Regions from separate parts of the Macaca mulatta genome. Here region 2 is linked to region 1. A link is a contact called in public Hi-C data. All regions are on one chromosome and are shown on one strand. Each heading gives the region's core, a stretch centred on a gene start, on an enhancer-like site or on the middle of the called end of the contact. The rest is flanking DNA. Distances are from core to core; before and after follow the strand shown.

Region 1 (6,127 bases), core at 1,842-4,341:
CCTATTTTCATAACAGTACTATTTGCACCTTAAAACCTAAAGCAACCCTTATACAATTATTAACCCATTACTTACTTTTCCCATTATGTGTTTGCCTCCCCTATCATTTTTTAAGACTCATTTTATTATCGATTATTCAACACACGTGATTTAAGCACAAATTATTCACCAAATATTATACCACATAATGGGTATAAAATGAAGAAAACTAATGTCAAAAATGATGGTGACTAATAGTTTTCCTGCATCTCATTAATTGGCATCATCATCTAACCAACTTTTCAAAGTAGAAAACCATTAGTTAGCCCTTAAACCTCATTTAATATTACTCCTTACATCCAGTCTGTCAGAATGGCCTGGTTTTACTTCAAAAATGAATGACTCTCCTCCATGCCACCATCTCACTAAAGCAAAGGCTGGCAAACATTTTCTGTAGAGTCAGTCATTAGCTATTCGTTACTTTAGATTTTGTAGGCCATACATTCTCTTGCCCTTGTAATGCAAAAGCAACCAGACAATACATAAACAAATGGGCAGAGCTGTATTCCAATAAAACTTTATTTACAAAAAGAAATGTCAGACCAGTCTTAGCTCACAGACAGTAGTTTGCTGACCTCTGTCTTAAAGCATGCCACCATCAACTCTCCCTAAATTAAGCCTAACCAGGCTCTCTGCTCCCAGTCCACCTATTTAGAGTAATACCCCATTATTCTATATCTCATCATTTTATTGCCTCTGTAGCACTTACCATAACATTTAATTATCATGTCCACTTGTTTTTGTCTTTTTCTTCCACTAGAGAGTAATTTCCTTCCCAAGAAAAAGTTTGTACTGTTATAAATTTTATCCCCAGGACCAACACAGAGTCACACAGCAGACATTCAATGAACATGTGAATTTATTACACATTCTTTTTCTTTTTTTTTTTTTAGACAAGAGTCTCTCTGTCGCCCAGTCCGGAGTGTCATGGCACAATCATAGTTCACTGTAAACTCCAACTCCTGAGCTCAGCCATCCTCCCGCCTCAGCCTCCTGATTAGCTGGGACTACAGGTGTGCACCAACATGCCTGGCTAAAATTTTTATTTTTAGTACAGACAGGGTCTCGTTTACTTTGCAGGCTGGACTTAAAACTATCCTCCAGCCTCAGCTTCCCCAAAGTACTGGGATTACAGGTGTGAGCCACTGCGCCTGGCCTATTACAAATTATCGATCTCATAGATCCTTGGTATCTTGCGAGAGAGAAAACTAAAAAGTACATAAACATATACATAACTGTAAAAAGTGCATTGGAAGAAAAATGCTATGAGAAGGGAGTATTGAGAAATGTAATTTAAAAGGGAAAGGGGTCTAAGAACTGTATTTCAGATAAGTGTACAGCAAGCGCAAAAAAAAAACAAAACCTTAAGGGAATCACACAACTTATTGGAGTATTTTTGGTTTCTGAGTTTGGGTAATTTCTAGAATGAAAAAAATTCAGCTAAGTTTGAGTTAGAAATGGAATCTCTCAATATCCAAACTACAGAACAACTGCTTAAATTGTGAGGATTTCCTGTTGGATTTAACAGGGTTAAGTCTCCTATAATTTAATGAGTCGAAATCATTTGTTTTGGTTTAAACTAATTATCAATTCAATTCATTCTGGTGATGGGGTCTCTCTCTCCCTCTTTCACTCCAATGGCCTCCTCGCTATTCCTCAAGCATGTTCCTACCTCGGGGCCCTGGAGCTTTCTGCTCCTTCCACCAATAAATACCAGAGTGACTAGATCTATCAGAAGGAATGAACGTCCCAGTCACCATAATCTCCACTTGGCAGCTTCATCTATTTATTTTTAGCTGCCAGTCTCCTATAGGTATTTATATGTGTGGCCCCTGAATTACAGCATCATCAATTCCTAGACCTCAGAATTCAGGCTTGTAACTTGCCCTCTCTGAGCTTTAGCTCTGAATTCATCTAGTTAATGAGATTGATATCTTCCTCAAAAGAAAGCAAGTAGTTAAACAATCAGCATATTGGTGGGCTCAGGAAAATCACTCAATACCCGGTAGCTTTTGTTATACAGCACAATTATTAATGAAAGCTATTCATTTGGGTGCCAGAAGGCATCCCAGATGACTTGTGGTAGATTATCACACCTTCTTTAAACCTCCTATTTAAGGCAGAATATAATGCCCTGACTCAATAGGCAATAAACCTCCACTGAACTAAATATCTCAACCTTCATTTACCTACTTACAACAAACGTCTGCCATTCACTAACAACTGGGCATACAACGATAAAGAATGAAAATGACGTTTACTGAGTGCTTAATATGGGCCAGACGCGGGGTCACATAAATGCTTTGCGTATTGTCCACGTCATTTAAAAATCACAAGAACCTAGTAATGAACCCAGTTTTACAAATGAGGAACCTGCCCAAAGTTGCTCAGCAAGTAACTGTCAGAGGCAGCACTAGATCCCAGGGGCTGACCCCCGAGTCCAGGTTCTCAACACTGAATCGGAGATTTGGTCCCAGGCCTGCAGGGGGTTCACAATCTGCAGCTGTCACTGAAGACGATCTACAGGGCAAACCCCAACCCGAAGGGCACCGGCGAGAACTGGTCCAACGCGACGCAGCAGACAGGCCTCTGGGTAAGGGGCGAGCGCGGAGCTGGTACCTTTGCCCGCGGTTTCCGCGCAGGGCTGTGGCGCCGAGGGATCCATCCGGCCAGGGGGAGGGGCCGAGCCCGGCTGCACGTAACACCCGGAAGGCGGAGGACAGCGAGGTGGCTGGCCGGTGGGCCAATGGCGGCCAACGCCACTTCCGGTCGCCCTCCGAGCATCGCTCTCCGGCAACCCGAAGCCACGGGAAGGAGGAGGGGAATCCCAGCTAAGGCAGCGACTAAGGGAACCCGAGGAGAACGGGAGGGCGACGTCCGGAGCGGCGGCAGAGCCACGGGACGCTGTGTGAGGCTGGCAAGGCGGTGTTCACCTAGTTCTTTCGGGCTCCGCCGCCGCCGGTGGAGAACACGAGGCCAGCATTGCGACCCCCAAATCTCCTCCTCAGGATCTGACCTCAGTCTCCTAACCCCGCAACTTCCATCCCGGCCTTGGAAAATCCCGCGAGAACGGGCTGCCGAATTGTCACTGGGATCCTGCGAGAACGAAATCTTCCTTTCCGTGGGCGGAGCCATCTTCCCGATGTCTCGCCCCTAGGAGGCCTGTAGCAGGAAGGGCCGCGGGAGTTGCGAGTGTCGCGAGGTTTGAGGTCGCTGGGTGGGCCGGGCGCTGAGCGACGCTGGTCATAACTGGGGGGCTTGGGAAGGCAGTGGCTGTGAAGGGCCACTGAGGCGGTGGAGGCCTGGCAGAGGGCGTCCCGGCGGTCGCGGCTCTTGGCTTCTCGGTGGAGCTTGGTTCGTCCGTGGTGGTGCCGCACCCCAGGAACTTCCAGGAGCCAGTCCCTCCTTGGAGAGCTCCCCGGGACACCCACAGGTGCCAAGTGAAACTAGCGCGTTTTCTTGGATCCTACACTTTGTAGTGAATCATAAATACTTTAAATACAAAGCCAACAACATTTGCTGGGAATAAACGTAAAAATACTGTTAAAGTGTAAAGTTTTCCTTCGTCCCTCTGACGTTTCTGGCGGGTCGCTGAACGCGGGAGACTCAGCCGTCTGCTCTGAGCCCGGAGCATCTGAGGCAGCCGCGCCCACCCGCGAGGTGCAGGAGGTACACGGCCCCTGACGCTCCCAGGCAGCGCAGACAGAGGGATCCGTAAGTGGCTTCCGCGCTTGTTACCATTTGCATACTCTAAGGTATTTCATGGATTGAGTGAAATACCTGACGGGGCCTGTATCCGTTCCCTATTGCCGCAATAACCAGTGACCACAAACTTTGTAGCTTGAAACAGCACAAATATATCATCTTGCATTTATTGTCTCGCGGTTCTGTAGGTCAGAAGTACTACTGGGTGTAACCTTAGCTGCACTCCTTTCTGGAGACTCCACAGGACCATCCTTAGCTTGCCTTCGCCAGCTTCTGTCAACATTCGTTGCCTTTGGCCCCTTCCTGCATCTTCAAAGCCAGTGACGTGCCATCTCCGACCCTTCCATCCTCAAGTCTACCGCTGATGGCAGCTGGAAAAGATTCTGAGGGCTCACCTGAGCAATCCAGGATCATCTTCCCATTTCCAGGCCTCTGCCCTTGATCACATCAGCGGAATCCTTTTGCCATGTAAGCTAATATATTCACGAATTCCAGAGATTAGGAAATAAACATCTTTGGGGGATCATTATTCTGCCTACAGTAGTGTCTTAAGAAAACAATATGGCTGTTTGCTCTGCAAATAGATCTCAATTCTTTGGCAGATACTAAAAACCAGTAGTATGTGTTCATAAAATGCTTCATTTAAAATATAACTTGTTTGCTTACCACCAGGTAGTAACTTTAAGCCTAAGTGAAACATCTAACTCAGCCATCTCTGTGTGAGATGTTGGCCAGGTCACTTCTCTGTGTTTTATTGTCCTCACCGATCACTGTAACAGTGAGACTAATAATAGTAAACTACCTAAAAAGGGTAATTGTAAAAAATAAGATGAGTAAAACTCCTAAAACAGTGACTGGTCATAGTAAGGAATATATGTGTTGTTATTACTGTTATTATCAATGGAATGCATCCACTCGAAAGTTGCATTCTACATAGACATTATGTCAGTTTAATATTTTGGCTAATAGGCCGGGCGCGGTGGCTCATGCCTGTAATCCCAGCACTCTGGGAGGCCGAGGTGAGCAGATCACGAGGTCAAGAGATGGAGACCATCCTGGCCAACATGGTGAAACCCCGTCTCTACTAAAAATACAAGAATTAGCTGGGCATGTGATGGCACATGCCTGTAGTCCCAGCTACTTGGGAGGCTGAGGCAGCAGAATCGCTTGAACCTGGGAGGCGGAGGTTGCAGTGAGCCAAGTTTGCATCACTGCACTCCAATCTGGCGACACAGCAAAAAACACTACTGATTATAATTGTAATTCTTGATTCTAACATACACCTTGATATTGGAAATCTTAAAATCTAGAAAAATCTGCTTCTTGTTACTGATGGATTGTATCTCTTTTCACATTGTCTCTAAAATCAAAATGCAAATTGACATTTTAATCAAGCTTATTTTTTTCCCCTACAACTACCAGGGAAGAAGTTTGATTTTTTTTCCCTCTCTGAAATGACTAGTTGTGTAATTTTGTCTTATTTTTCCAGAGGTCCATTGAGTTAAGATGTAGCTCTTGACAGAGCTGACCTCTAATTAGAAGGGATAAGCAAATTCAGAAATAAATTTTGGTTTAAATGGAAGGTATCATCTGGTTGAAGGAATACCCTTGTGACTAACAAAAGAGGAGGATACCTCATTTTCTGAGTGTTTATTATTTAACCTCACTGCTGTACTTACAATGTATACTGAAGCAGAAATAATCATGACATGAAAATATGTCCTAGTGAACTAGTTGCTTCATAAAACTAGATATCCTCAAATATTCCTTCCCCCACCTAACAGTAGCTTTTGTCTCTGCATTGACATCCTTGTGTAGGTGCTGATATTGTGACATCTACCACTGTCAGTCCAGTCACTTCAAAGTTAAATTGAATATCTTGTAAAATATTACGGAATTCCTGTAGTTAATATGTGTGATGTTAGATAAATCACATAAATGAACTGAATCACATACAAAACTTTTGGCAAAGGAGGATCTAGCAAAAATTAAGCCAATTATAACTACAGAAGAGAAAAAAATAACACAGATGGTGATAACACAGCCATTTCAAAAGAGGCTCATGGAAGGAAGGTTAAACCCACCAGTAATTTGCCAAAAAATAGTCTCTCTTTATCTTCATACTACAAGAGTCAAATACATATCTGTATGTGATTGACAGATCTCCAGAATTGTGAGTTAATGTAGCAAAAAGGCTCCAGGAAAAATAGATGTGAAACTCTTAAGACAACACGAGAAATTAAGTCTTTGAGTTTCAGTTAGATGATTTTAGGTTGCAGCATTTCTCCATTCATACATTGTTCCAGCCAATGGAAAAAAAAAGAAGAAGGAAGCAAAGATGAGTGAAGGCAAGAGAAAGAAGATAAAATAGATCTGTCCTTCC
Region 2 (6,127 bases), core at 2,698-5,197, 360 kb after region 1:
ACTTTTACGAAAGCTTGTGAGGATCTGTCTGATCCAGAATCAAAGACTGACCACACCTAAGGTGTGGCTGGTGTGGTATGGCCACTGACCATGCGCAAAAGTGGCATTCATCTTGAGGTAGAGAGCTCCTTAAATGTGGGCAAGTGTCTCTTCTGAACCCTCAATTACTCATTTGAAAGCCTTCCAATTGCTGGAGGTTACCATGAGGGAGGAGATGAATGGAAGTGCTTAGCCACCCATTTTTATTGGGAGCCAGAGAAGAGGGGAGCTTAAAATGAAGAATGTGAGAACACACGTATGCATGTGCAAGTGTGTGTATGAGTGTGTATGTTGATGGTACAGGGATAACACTGGGCTGGGCACGGTGGCTCAGGCCTGTAATCTCAGCACTTTGGGAGGCTGAGGTAGGCGAATCACAGGGTCAGGAGATCAAGACCATCCTGGCCAACATGGTGAAACCTCATCTCTACTAAAAATACAAAAATTAGCTGGGTGTGGCAGCGTGTGCCTGTAATCCCAGTTACTCAAGAGACTGAGAACTGCTTGAACCCAGGAGATGGAGGTTGCAGTGAGCCGAGATTGTGCCACTACACTCCAGCCTGGTGAAATAGAAAGACTCCCTCTCAAAAAAAAAAAAAAAAAAAAAGAATAACACCGTATCTCCAGTAGCAACAATATTCAGAAAGACAACCTTGCCTATGCATACTAATTGTGGTCTGTTTCAGGTCGGTTTCAGGCCTGTTTCAAAAGTCCTATTGTCCCATCTTCCAGTGCCCCCTAAATCTCCATCTGGCCCTGCCCTGAAATCTTCAACTTTGGAATTATTCTTCTGTGTATGGCTCTAAAAGTTCAAGTTAATCAGCAAAAGCATTGTCTAGTAGCTTCATCAGCTATTAACACCTTGATGCCAATTGGCTTATCAGACTGGGAACACTTGGAGCTGAGCTATGTTGTCTGGTAGCCTTGTGTGCCACTAACACCTCCATGCCAATTGGCTTAGATTGGGCAGCACTGGAGCTGGTTTTTGGGAAGTGGGGAGACATAAGCAACTTTAGAAGTGCGGAGGCAGCTGTTTGATGAGAGAGGGCCCACCCTGGTGGGAGTCTCAGAGAACCACCAGAAGGTAACACAGAAGGGTGCTGGGTCCCTGACTCCCAACCAGAACCCATATCATTGACTTGATTTAATGCTTCTAGCGTCTGAGAGTGGAGAGAAGACAGACACAGCACTGACATAATCTGCAAAGACTGATTTCAAAGGAAGGAAAAGAAAGGTTGCTTTTGGGAGATGTTATATGTAAAATGTTTATTTAGAAACAGAATGCTTGTTCCCTGATGCTGCAAACAAACAGCAGTCGAACATAAATTTAATTATCTCAGCAAGGCCATTTTTACTTTCTGCAGAAAGGGTGCTCATCACAGATGAAACAATGTGGAGAGCACACCTGAACAAAGGAGGGAAGCAATTTTTATCCCTTACACAGTTTGTCCCTGCGACCGTGTCCTGTCTCCGATGGCTGGAGCCAGACCTCACAATCGAAACTAAAACCTGACTGGCTAACAGTTTAAAACTTTTCTGAATAGGTAAAAGTAATGGAAAGACAAAGGAAAAGAGGAAGTTGCTTGTGCCAAATAGGGAAGGGGCATAGGCTGCGAGCTGGAACGTACGTGCCTGTGAGCATGTCCAGCATAAATATCTTGGTTAAGGTACAAGGACATAGAATGTAGTACGTGCCTGTGAGCATGTTTAACAGCTACGTACGATAAGGCTTAACAAAGAGTTATTAGCACAAAGCAAGGAGGCTTGATGGAAGTTAGTTTTTAAAAGAAACTATTATTTTTTTAACATTTATGATGTATTCTTTAACAAAAAGAGAAACTTTGAAGAGGAATTTTTTGCTTTCTACAGGAGAGAACATTTCCAGGGGCTTCCCTCCTTCCTGAACTTGTACGTTTTCACACCAGATTTTCTGCTCCCTGCCTCATTATGCCACTCCTGCCCAACTCTAGGTACTTACACTCTCGTGCAAAACAAACTTGTCTTTGCTCCCAACTGTAAAGCCTTGGATGAGATATGACTCATATGAACACATTCAGTCCTAACTAAGGGACAGCGTAGACCAGCAGGACCACAAAGACTGGGTAGCTCCGAAGTCCACCCGTCTGCACACTCAAGAGAGGCGATTTGCTGGAAGCCCAGGTAGCTTTAGGGCTCCTCCCTGCCCAGGCCACTTCCAAGGCCCTGTACTTAATTTTGTGTTTGTAATTTTGAGTTGCTAAAGAAGCTCCCCACTCCCCCTTCACTCTGAAAGCTGCCTAAGTCCCAGGCCACACAAAACTAATGTCCACTCTTGAGTATCAGCCTTGGCCACCACTCAACAGGAGCACGCAGCTAGGCGTGCTTCCGCGAGGGTCTTCATTTTAACTAGGAAAAGCAAACTCCCCAAGTTCTGCTGGAATTTTCCTACAACTCTGCATTGTGGGCCATTTAAATGCCCTTTATCAGCTGTTTCTCTTTTTTCTTATCCCCCTTTCTCCTTCATATTCTAGACCCCTCTATTTGGAGATTATGTATCCTTTCCTGTTCGTAACTCCACCCACATTGATAGAGAAACGGGGCCCTTTGATATGACACAAAAGACAGGGAGAAGTGTTTTGAAGGGAAATGTTGGGTTTTGTTTTGTTGTTGTTGTTACAACTATCGTGACTCTTAGAATCCATGGTCAGCCAATATGCATTTGAGTCCATTTTTGACTGAAGTCACTGGCATGAAATGACCTTCTGGACCAGCCAAATTCACAGGGCTGCCCCCATTCGAATGCTTAATTACTTACTGTGTCTCAAACACATACATTCTGGAAACTCAAATGACTCTGCTCAAGAATGGCTATGTCATCGTAGTGGGAGGAGATCCTGAAACCCCTAGGATGATGATTATTATTTAATAACACACGGGGCACCTCTTTTACCGCCCCCCCCCCCGCCCCCGCCACACACACACCTAATCACACTGTCAGCCCAGAATGAAGTGAGAAGAGTCTGGCTTTATTTCAAGACCAGCTAGTTAGCTCTTCTGAGTTGCAGTAAACGTTCTCACTCCCTCCACCCTGCCCTTGTATCTGTAATTCATCTTGATTCATAATGTGGCCCATTTAAAGAGGCGGTGTGTGAAATACCGTCTACCAGCGGCGGGGTTGAGCAGATAAAATGTCAGACATTGTAGCGGGGGCGCTCCCGAATAGGACGTTTCAGTCTTGGGTGAGAGCAGGGTTCTCCGCGAGACCCACCAGCTCCTAGGTCTAGGCCAGTCACCCAAGGCCGCCTGGCACAGGAAGGCATAGTGGGTGGGAGCATTCGGGTGGCATAGCCCAGAAACCACAGGAATCGGAAGGGAAAGGGAGCAAATGTCAATCCGTGATTCTTCGGAGCAGCTACCCATCTTGGTTTCCAAGGGACGCCACCTTGGTCTCTTTCACAAGAAGCGGCTTCCCAGGGACCGACAGGAATGCGCACACAGCTCGTGCTGAAATTTCCCCGGGCAGGCGCTGTGATCTGTCCAGCCCTCCTGCTCTCCGCCTCCCTGGCGGCCTGTGGGCCTGTCATCTAGAAGGCTCCCAGCTTTTCCGCGCTTCCGTGGGAATGGGAGCAGGAAAGCTTTGAGAATGGTGGTGTTCTTCCGCAGCCCTCTGGGCACCCCCCACTTCCCGGAGCGCCGGGGATGCTAAACGGAGCTTCCTTGCTTCCCCACACCTCCCCCCACCGGCGTTCTGGCAAGACGGCCAAACGTTAGCAAATAATGTGTGCGGGGGCGGGGGAGCCGAGCACAAGGTGGAGAAGCCGCGGGAGCGCGCGGAGACCCCCCGCCCGGCGGCCCCCCGCAGACAGGGCCGCGGGGGGCGGGGAGGGGGCGGCGAGGCTCGCGGGAGCTCGCCGGGCCGGGCGCCTCCCAGGAAGGCGGGGAGGGGAGCGCCTGTTTACCCAGGAGGGCTGTGCTGATAGCACGTTCCTCGAGTTTACTTTGCTTTCCTTGAGTTTATTGTAAAGGGGTAAAGTTTTCGGATCCGTCACGTGACCCTGACAGGTCCTGCCTATGGCGCGGCAGACCACCCACGCCGAGGGCCATGGAACTGCTTAATAGAAACAGGCTTGTAATTGTGAGTCCGCGCTGCACTCCGCCGAAAGCCTCCGGCGGCCCAGCGCGCCGGGGTTTTTACACTTTCCGTTCCTTTTGTAAAGACGGAGGAGGAGGAGAAGAAGAAGAAAACGGAGGAGAAGAAAAAGACGACAGGGGAGACAAAGAGACCCGCAGCGACAAGGCAAGGGGGAGAAGAGGGAAGACGGGGAGAAGACGGAGGAGCGGAGGACGAGGAAAGGGGGGCCAGGAAAAAAAGGAATTGATGTGAAATCCAAACCCAGCGTCCGCGCCATCGGCACCCGCGCTCCGAGCAGGGGTTGACGGCCGGCTATGGTGAGTGCAGCCAGCGCGGCGGCCGCCGACGCCACCTCGCCCTCGCCCTCGCGCGCCGTGCGCCCCGGGCGGCGCGGGGACACGGGGACGCGGGACGCCCCGCGCGGCGGACGGAGGAGCGAGCCCCGAGCGCCGGGCGGGAGGGGCGGGCCGCGCGCCGGGGCCGTGGGGCCGGGTGGGCTGCGCTGCCTGGGCGCGGGAGCGCGGGTCCCGCGCCTCCACGCTCGCTCGCACGCCCGGGCCCCCGCCCCCGAGGCCAGCCCCGCGGGGCGGGGAGGGGGGGCTGGCCGCGGCGGGCCCCGGCCGAGGAACGGCTCCGAGGGGAAGTCTCACGGAGGGGGTCGCCGGGGCCCCCATTTTCACGCCTGAAAGGGTCGCCACCTTGGCTTCCGCTCATCAGCCTGGTGGTGGCTACTGACTCGCCAGCGGAGGCAGAGCTGGTGATGGAAGGGCCCGTGCGGAGAGTGACAGCGCCGAGGGGAGGGGGCTCGAGGCGCGCGCGCGGAAGCCGCTGCCGCCCGCTCGCGGGAGCAGCCGCAGGGAAGGGCGCACGCTCGCGCCCCGCAGACACGCTCTGGAGCCGGCACGCACGCCTAGGGGAGCGGGACACCCGGGCTAGAAGAGACGCACCTTACCCACCTCCCCTCCCACGCTGCGGGAAAAGGGCCAGAGGGGCTTTTGGAGTTCAGGAAGGGGCGGTGGGTAGGAGAGGTGATGTGTGTGACTCTTGTGCCCACCGATTCCGGCCCTCGGGTGCCTGCCACCCTTACAGAGGTGGGCGACCAGCCCAGTGCTGAGAGTGCAGAGTGCGGCCTCAGGGGAGCCCGGGGGCGGGCAGGACCGATTCGCAGCTTACAGACCTGGGCCCAGCGCTGAACCCCAAGACCCCCAGAGACTGTGCCTCTGGGTGACATGCGCTGTGTCTCCACGTATTCACTAGGTTCATGTTTAAAATGATGCTAGCGTGTGGATGAGCACACTCTCATGGAAACTGATCTGTTTCCATCACCTAAGAAGAACCATATGGGTGGGTGGCTGTGGAAGACACCCACAGACCTGTTTTCCTGCACCTGGGAGAGAAGACCGTCTTCCTCCCTTTTTATCCTTTCTTCCTCCCTGGGGAGGAGAAATACAAAAGAACTAGACATAAATAATAAAAAGCCACAATGGGTGGCTCTAAATATTTGATAATTGGATCACTGAGGTCTTGAACTACCACAATAGTCCTTTTTCAGCATTCTGTGTGTGTTCATTTCTTTTAGGTTTTTATTTATTTCTGTGTTTATTGGCGACAGTAGTTCAGCATGCAATTAATCTCCTCCACAAAGAAAGACAATGCTTTATGGTGTCATCCTTTGTTATTGCAACTTAAAATTTCTGGGTGGTACTCAGGATAAATTGTTGCCTCAGGTGCATGGAGTGCCCAAGTTGTAAAACAAGGGGCCTTCAATTGTGAGTTTGTGTGTGTTCCAGTTGTCACCCAGCTTCCTTCCACAAGGCTATAAAATGCCTTTAAGTCCATGATCTGTTTCAATTAAAATGTTGAATCAAGGTAGACATGAATAGGCCCCGCCATTCTCAATTTGGGGTATTAGCTTCATTTCAAACTCACTGTGAGAGGTGTATCTAATTTCTGGTTATAAAGTACTCATAATCTGAC

The links. Hi-C and Micro-C count contacts between places; a contact is called where the count stands out from the background.
Region 2: a Hi-C map of fetal cortex germinal zone shows a contact between it and region 1, with 4 times the contacts expected there. The contact joins the promoter of PTCH1 here to the promoter of ERCC6L2 in region 1. A contact is called at or near these places in 4 of 14 Hi-C or Micro-C datasets (cortical neurons, fetal cortex germinal zone, fetal cortical plate and 1 more).

The regions. Positions count from the first base shown.
Region 1 is chr15:127,574,031-127,580,157 of T2T-MMU8v2.0, forward strand. It overlaps ERCC6L2 (ERCC excision repair 6 like 2), which reads right to left and starts at 3,092. Exons shown (of 19, transcript XM_077966722.1): 1 at 2,659-3,092. LOC114672865 (putative uncharacterized protein ERCC6L2-AS1) reads left to right here and starts at 2,786. Exons shown (of 4, transcript XM_077966726.1): 1 at 2,786-3,071; 2 at 3,074-3,753; 3 at 3,933-4,212. The coding sequence starts at 2,786. The coding sequence ends at 3,207.
Region 2 is chr15:127,934,861-127,940,987 of T2T-MMU8v2.0, forward strand. PTCH1 (patched 1) reads left to right here and starts at 3,948. Exons shown (of 24, transcript XM_028835407.2): 1 at 3,948-4,467. The coding sequence starts at 4,465.